Linked DNA regions of Sus scrofa: region 2 is linked to region 1. The links are chromatin contacts, called in public Hi-C maps. All regions are on one chromosome and are shown on one strand. Each heading gives the region's core, a stretch centred on a gene start, on an enhancer-like site or on the middle of the called end of the contact. The rest is flanking DNA. Distances are from core to core; before and after follow the strand shown. Region 1 overlaps HSD17B2 (hydroxysteroid 17-beta dehydrogenase 2). Region 2 overlaps PLCG2 (1-phosphatidylinositol 4,5-bisphosphate phosphodiesterase gamma-2).

Region 1 (3,850 bases), core at 877-3,376:
TGAGATCTTGGGGATGGAATTAAATAACGTATATGAACATTAGGCTCTCAGATTTTGGGGACCTAGATCCCAGCACTGCTGCAGGCACAGGGGATTGAACAGTGAACTGGAAAACCCAGTAGATTCTCTGCTCTGATGTAGGTGACCTAGTTCTTTCTCTTTCCTGCCTGTGTTCTTCTCCAATAGGGTGTTCACTCTATGGGGGAACTTTGAATGCTCGGTAAACAGATCTATGGTCTGTAGTTCCCTCGTAATGATTTACCTAATGTCTATCTTTCCCCCAGACCAGAATTTCTCCACCTCAGCACTCTTGCCATTTGGGGCCAGAGAATTCTTTGTGGGAGGGCAGCCCCGAGTGCTGTGGGATATTCAGCAGCACCTCTGACGTTTACTGCCCTATGCCAATAGAGTCAAGTTATGACAGCAGAAATGCCTAACATTGCCAAACATCCAGGAGGACAAATTCACCCCTGACTGAGATCCCTGCCTTAGACTAGTGTTTCTCAACTCCGGCTGCACAATGAAATCACTTGGACAGCTTCAGAAATCACTGCCAGTACCTGACTCTATCCCAGACTAACCAACTCAGACTCTCTGGGGGTGGGGGCCCAGATACCACATTTTTAAAGAGTATCTTAGAGATTCTAGTGGGACTCAGAATTGAGAGCTAGGCAGGAAGCTCCGTGAAGGTGGGGAGATATCTCTTTTATGGAGGCATTTCTAGGACCTAACACGGTGATCCCTTAGTGAATGAAAAATGAGAAAAATGTATGAATGCATGAAGTTGAAGAGAGGCAGGCAAAAGTGTCAGAAGTTAAAAAGTGGCATAAAAGGAAAGCCAGAGCAACTTTTTTTTTTTTTTTAAATGGTCATGGATACCAACTCTTGAATAGATTCTTCCTATTTTTTTTCTTTTTGAGGCGGTGGGCATTTGATAGATTTTTTTTTTTTTTTTTGCTTTTTAGGGCTGTACTCGCAGCATATGGAGGTTCCCAGGCTAGGGATCTAATTGGAGCTACAGCTGCCAGCCTGCACCACAGCCACAGCAATGCTCAGATCTGAGCTGCCTCTGTGAACTACACACCACAGCTCAAGGCAACACCGGATCCTTAACCCACTGAGCGAGGCCAGGGCTTGAAGCCATATCCTCATGGATACTAGTTGGGCTCATCTCGACTGAGCCACAATGGGAACTCCCAAAAGAAAAAAAAAATTGACATGAAAGATGTAGCTATTTCCCAGGGCCTCACCATCCAACAGCTACTCTCCTTTAACAGGGCCTCAGGCAGAGGAGGTGGGGTGTCAGTATTTGCTCTCCCTGGATTAGGAGGTGAGACTTGTATGGCTCTCGTGCAAGTTTTAAGTGCACTCGAATTTTAGTCTATTCATCTACCACTTTATTATACCTTCATCTATTTTATAGGGAACAGGCTGTGTCAACATGAGGGCGGCGATCTGATGAATTGCTTAACTCTTAAAAAGGAGGGGAAAGTACCTTCCTCCTTCGTTTTCCAGGTAAACATCCCCCGATGACCTCTGGAAGTTGGACGAAGTAGGGCAGGTGTATTGGGCTCAAAGGCTAAGGCGGTGGGACAGGTCACATTCGTGAGGAATGCTGGCGATAGAAACGCACATGCACACTAGCGGAGGCGTGAGCCTTCGTCAGGGAACCTGGCCCGGGCGAGGGGCAGCTTTGGGACCCCAGCCTCAGCTCCTGGGTTCCTTGGAGGAACACAGGCCCAGAGCTGGCCCCTCTCCTGGTTAATCAAGAGAAACCACTGATCTGGACATGCAGGTGAAATTGCCACAATCTAAATGTTTGTTTACATTTTTACGACATACACTGGTGAGCCAAGCAAAACGCACACTCAGACAGCGTCGTCTTATTTGATACATAGTAGGTCCTCAATGTGTGGTGGTCCATTTCGCGATGAGATGTGAACTTCCACTGTGGGAATGGGCCTCGGTGGCTCTGGAAGGCCCAGCCCCTGAGAAAGTCAGCGTTAGGCTGCTGTTGTTCAAAGATATTGACAAAAGGAGCCATCGAGGAGCTTAGGGACAGGGTCTGGGAGAGAGGTACCCGCTGGCAGAAAGCAGAGTTCTTGGCTGATTCATCCCTGTGGTTAGAATAGCTGTGATGACCTTGTGAGATAAGAACTGAACAGAGAATCCTTTGGGTTCCAGGAACTAGAAGTAGCTGGTGGAAGGATAAGCATGGATTGAAAACAACCCAAAAAACCCATTGCCCTTTATTTAGCAAATACCTGGATAGCAACTGCCGTGTGCCAGGCTCTGTTCCAACTGCTTCAGTATATCAAATCATTTAATCCCTCTAACAACCTGATAAGGCAGGTCCTCGTATCACCCCACTTTACAGAGTAGGAAACTGAGGCCCAGAGAGGTTAACTGAGGCCAAAGTCACACAGCTAGTAAGTGGCAGAGCCAGGATTTGAACCCAGCAATCTTGGTTTCAGAATCCAGGCTCTCATCATGTCTCTCTCTGCTACATTAAAATATATATATATATTGGAGTATAGTTGATTTACAACATTGTGTCAATTTCTGCTGTACAGCATAGTGACCCACTCATATATGTACATACGTTCTTTTTCTCATGTTATCTTCCACCATGTTTTATCACAAGAGATTGGAAATAGTTCCCTGTGCTATACAGTAGGATCTCATTGCTTATCCATTCTAAATGTAATAGTTTGCACCTACCAACCCCAAACTCCCCATCCATCCCACTTTCTCTGCTGCATTTTGGTAGGGGGTAGTTTCTCTAGCAGTGAGAAAAACCTGATTTATGCTTTTGAAGACTATGTAGAAATGCATACAATTGGTTTATAGAATATTAATTTAAAAATTACTTGCCAAATCATGTGTAATTGTTAAGGAACAGTGTGTAGGGAAAAAAAAAAGTCTGGAAAGAAAACCATGAAAGTTATAAAAGTTATGCTAGATTAGTGACGTTATGGATAATTTCCTCTTTTATTTATCTCATTGTTGCTCTTAAAGTTTTATTACTCATGTGAGGCTTTAATGATGATAAACTCTTTCTGGCTTGCAAATTCTACCCCCTTCACTCCTCTTTTTGAAAGTAGCTTCCAAAGGACCAGCTTGTGTCCAAAAGCACATGTAGTCTGTCTTTACAGGGTGGGTGGGTTTCATTCAAGGAGCCCTAGTCCTGAAGAACTCCTGAACTCACATTATTCTCACCTTGCTTCATTTAAGACTTGACCCAACAAAAGATGGGATGTTTATCTTCACCAGCTAATCCGGCGCCCCCATGTGGTAAGAGCATAAATCCGCTTACAATTAGCCCACCAGCTTGGAAACTACTCAAGTCTGAAGGCTTCTGAATTAAAGTGATTCACAGTTTCCATTTTGCACATCAACAGAGACCTCATTAATATTTTAGAATAAACCACTATTTCGCATTCACTCCAGTTTTGCAAAATTGGGAGTCTAGTACTTGTTGTTTGCTGCACGATGATGGATTTCCAGGTCACTAGAGATAGAAGCATCCCAAAGGGCAGAGCTTAAACCCCAGCATCTCCCCATCCTGTACTGGGGCAGGCATCCAATTCAACAAACATTTGTTGAGACTTACTTTGAGCCAGGAATCCTCAACACTAGTGACAAAAGACTCCCTCTCTCTGCATCTTTAAGGCACTAAGGCCCGTGCCCTCTTAAATGCCCAGCGAGCTAACACATCCTTTTTATTGATCACCTACTATATGCTAAGCCCTGTGCACTGGAAAAATGGCATACTTTACATTCTAGATGTTTACACGCCAAGCCCTGCGGGGTTCCAGCCTACCTCTGCCACATCCAGCTGAATGACTTA
Region 2 (3,850 bases), core at 696-3,195, 130 kb before region 1:
CAGATCAGCCAAAGAAGGCAGGCTTCTGACCGATTTTTTTTTATGGTAACAGTGCCCACCCGTTTCTCACACATTTCCTGGCCTCACCCGCACAGACCAGCGGCTGTGCTGTTTCTGTCCCCCCACCCCTTACGTGTCCTGACCAGGGTATGAGCAGTGGAGCCCCTCCCAGCCACCAAACTGTGTCTAGTCTTCTAGAAGAGGCTAAGACGCAGCCTGGAGAGATTTAAAAAATAAAGAACAGCATCTCAAGGACGGTACAGAATGTGCCTCTCCCCCAGCTGTGCGCTCCTCCCTGTAAGACCTCGTATTCTGCCCCGCTGCTGCTGCTGCTCCGGCACATGCACACGGAAGGCTTGAGGTGGAATGAACAGTACCTCTGTGTGTAAGGCACGGGGCCTTTGGAACTTGGAAATAAACTGCCCATTGTCATTAGGCATGTGCTTAAGCTTTTAAGCCAGCTGCAGCTCAGCACAGAAGGAGAACAGTGTTGACTGTGCTGGGTGCCCCAAAGTCTGTCTCTTTTACTCCTCCCAGCACTCCTGTGAAAGGGGTCTTAGCATCTCCACTTTTCTAATGGAAGCACTTTGGGTCCTGCAGCTCTTAATGAACTAGCTCAAGGTCACACACCTGTCCGACCTGAGCTGGGATTCAACCCCAGCAAGTCTGACTTCAGACCCCATGTTCTTTCTACTGTGCAGCCCGTGCCAGACCCCATGCCAGAGGCCACCCCTCCTCCGCAAAGTGCCAGCATTCAGATCCTGTTTCAAAACAGGTCTCTCTTACCCTTTCCTCTCTGACACAACCAAAACCAACAAGAAAAACGAGATCCAACTACCTTTAGTCCAGCTGGCAAACCCCTCTCAGCCCTGATCCTAATACATACAAAGGGCTGCCCTTCCTAACGAGGCTCGGGCAGTGAGAGGAGGCACAGGAAACGAGGCCTCCAGCCAAGGCCTGGGACAGAGCTCACAGCCGCACACTCGGGGGCTCGCAGCCGTGTGGGGCCGCACCTCAGTGCTGGGACCCAATCCCTGGAGCGCTCGGCCCCCCGACCCCCACCCGGCACTCAGCATTTCTGTGCATCCTAGAAGCCGGTCACCACCTAGGCTGACAGCTTCCCCCAGCGCGGCTCATCAGCGATGCAGAGGCTCAGCCCCATCCCTGACCTCTGGAGGCAGAATCTGCCTTTTCCTGAGACCCACAGGCCATTCACATCTTTCACGCACATCACATAATTCCTGCTACCTGTAAGGGGAGGATAAGTCAGAAAACTTTCTCTACAGCAGAATTCAAGGTGAGCAGTGTCACCAAGCTCCTCCAGGGAAAAGAGTGTGACCTGAGAATTTTATACCAGCTCACACTGTCACTCAAGTATAAAATCAAAGGATGGATGTGTTCAAACAGGCACAGTCCAGGGATTATACGTCCCATGAGCTCATACTGCAGAGCAGAGAAGACAAACTGAGCCAGCCAAAATATCGACGGAAGAGGGCAGTAGGAAGGTGGGGAGCACTGGGTGCCTGAAAAAATGCCCGCGTTTCATTGTGTGTAGTCAGAAAAACGACACCGAATAAATAGTGAGCTCCAGTTAATGAAATGTATGCTAACATCAGGAAGATGCATACAGGAGTCTTCATCTTTCCTTGGCAGGTGAAGTGAGTACCACACACATGCTCGATGGGTGGGGGGATGAATGCAGCACGAAGCACAGTAAAAGGTTAATGCTGAGATCGCGGTGGTGGGGCAATGTATGCCGGGTCCTATTCTTTCTGTTTTGCTGCTTAAATACCAGAAAAACTAGCCTCCCCTCGTGGGAGATTTAAGGTTACAACATGGAATGCAAACATTACACACCATGTCGATGGAGAAATAACAATACAGCTTACCCGACGAGAGGAGGGCAGGACCAAAGTTGGAGGGTTATGTAAGCACGCCAGTTTCATCACAAGCAGTGCAAAGGGAGAGGTTCAGGAGGTATCACGTAGAGGCGATAAATCAACAGACTCCAATGTGCTCTAAGAGAAGTAAGACTCATCATCCAATAAGCCAAGACCTGCACAGAGCAAACAGCCTAAAAGCCCTAACCGGGGCCTTGCTTGCCCTGGAGAATCCATAGAGACAGTGCCGATACCAGCCTTCGAGGTACACATCTCCACTTCTAAGTCAGACACAGCCATGGTAACCTAACGGGCTATGGTGTAGGTCAAGGATGCAGCTTGGATCCTGCATTGCTGTCACTGTGGTGTAGGCCGGCAGCTATAGCTCTGATTCGACCCCTAGCCTGGGAACCTCCATATGCTGCAGCAACAGCCCTAAAAAGCAAAAAAGATACATAAATAATTATTTTTTAAAAAGACTTAAGCCAGAGTAGATTATTTTGTATAAATGGTTTAAAAACAACAAAACAAAACACAGCCCAGATGGTGTGGCAAGTATAGTTGTGTAATTTGCGGGCAGAGAGTTAAGTAGATGAAATTAGTATTTGGTCTGTTTGCTTCCTTCATCTCTTTGGCGAGCGCATAAGTATGATAATCCTAAGACTACAAATTCATGTCTATTATATCATTTTTTGGGGGGGGGGTCTTTTTTTTTTTTTTTTTTTTTTTTTTTTTTTTCTCTTTTCGTTGGGCGCACCTGTGGCCTGTGGAAGTTCCCAGGCTAGGGGTCTAATCGGAACTGTCGCTGCTGGCCACAGCCACACCACGCCACGTCTGCAAACAACACCACAGTTCCTGGCAACGCCGGATACTTAACCCACTCAGTGAGGCCGGGGATCGAACCCGTGTCCTCATGGATACTAGTCAGTTGGGTTCGTTAACTGCTGAGCTACAGTGGTACTGTGATTTTTTTTTTTTTAAGGGAAATGAATGTGTGCATAGCCTGTCTTGGAAAGATACTATGAACAAGGGTTCCTTCTAGAAAAGGGGTTGTGAGTGGGTGGGAGCAAGACTTGCATTTCAACTGTGTTTGGCTATTATCTTGCATCAGAACAAGCAGACCAACCTCTGGTATGTGCTGCCTTAAGCATTCCTTCATGGGGAGGCGTGGGGGGGACTCGGCCCCTCTCAACCCGCTGCTAAATCAAAAGAAGCATCTAAATGACTGTCAGACACAGGTCCTGATTGTAAAGAGGGAATGGCTTTTAGAGCAGGATGATCGATACTGCTGTGGGCTGCCAGGGGGCAGGAAGACTTCTTCCCATTGGAAATCTTTAGAGATGAAACACTCCCCTGTCCTGCGCGTGCAAAGGGCTAAGTGGAGGAAATGGATGTGGGCATTTATTACTCCTCTGAGTCTTCGGCCTCGGGAGTATTGAAAGAGTTGAACCACAGCTGTAGTCACTCTCAATTCAAGGTGCAGTGTTCCGTGGGTTTTAATTTCTTCTGAGTGAATCATTTTCATTTCTAGGTGGCAGATATTTGTAACTTCGCTTCTCCGGGTGGACCTGTCGGTCACGGGTATATTCCGCAGCCCCTTTGCTGACCGTCAGGGTGGGTACCTCTGGCTTCCCGGAAGCCAGCCCCCAGCCCGGGCACTGACCTCTCTGGCTCTTGAGCCTGGCCTTTGAGCCCTGGGGTCTACAAGAAAGTGAAGGTCTGCCCTTAACCGCCTGCCTTTCTGTTGTTTTCCCATCTGCAGGATACCGATCTGTTCCTCTGAAGAATGGGTACAGTGAAGACATCGAGCTGGCGTCCCTCCTGGTTTTCTGTGAGATGCGGCCAGTCCTGGTGAGTGGAGGCACACCAGCGGGGGTTCCCTGAGCCACATCGACTGGTGGGCTGTACGCGACCAGTGCGTTCTGTGGGCTCAGGGACTGGGATGCGTTGAGAATTGCCTAGCCAAGCGT

What was found. A called contact is a pair of places that touch in the nucleus more often than the background predicts.
Region 2: a contact with region 1 is called in a Hi-C map of liver, with 1.9 times the contacts expected there. The contact joins two enhancer-like sites. A contact is called at or near these places in 1 of 47 Hi-C or Micro-C datasets (liver) and 1 of 2 datasets of contacts at active chromatin or transcription factors (alveolar macrophages).

What each region holds. Positions count from the first base shown.
Region 1 is chr6:6,331,422-6,335,271 of Sscrofa11.1, reverse strand. The region is part of intron 1 of HSD17B2 (hydroxysteroid 17-beta dehydrogenase 2); the gene reads left to right. Among named protein-coding and RNA genes, the nearest start is that of HSD17B2, 27 kb to the left of the region's middle. Within about 2 kb of position 2,126, at least 6 of the 83 cell types and tissues checked have an H3K27ac peak or open chromatin away from gene starts, as enhancers often do. A contact at or near this core is called in liver, where this site is marked.
Region 2 is chr6:6,460,881-6,464,730 of Sscrofa11.1, reverse strand. It overlaps PLCG2 (1-phosphatidylinositol 4,5-bisphosphate phosphodiesterase gamma-2), which reads left to right. Exons shown (of 33, transcript XM_021093743.1): 31 at 3,643-3,731. Among named protein-coding and RNA genes, the nearest start is that of SDR42E1, 76 kb to the right of the region's middle. Within about 2 kb of position 1,945, at least 5 of the 83 cell types and tissues checked have an H3K27ac peak or open chromatin away from gene starts, as enhancers often do. A contact at or near this core is called in liver, where this site is marked.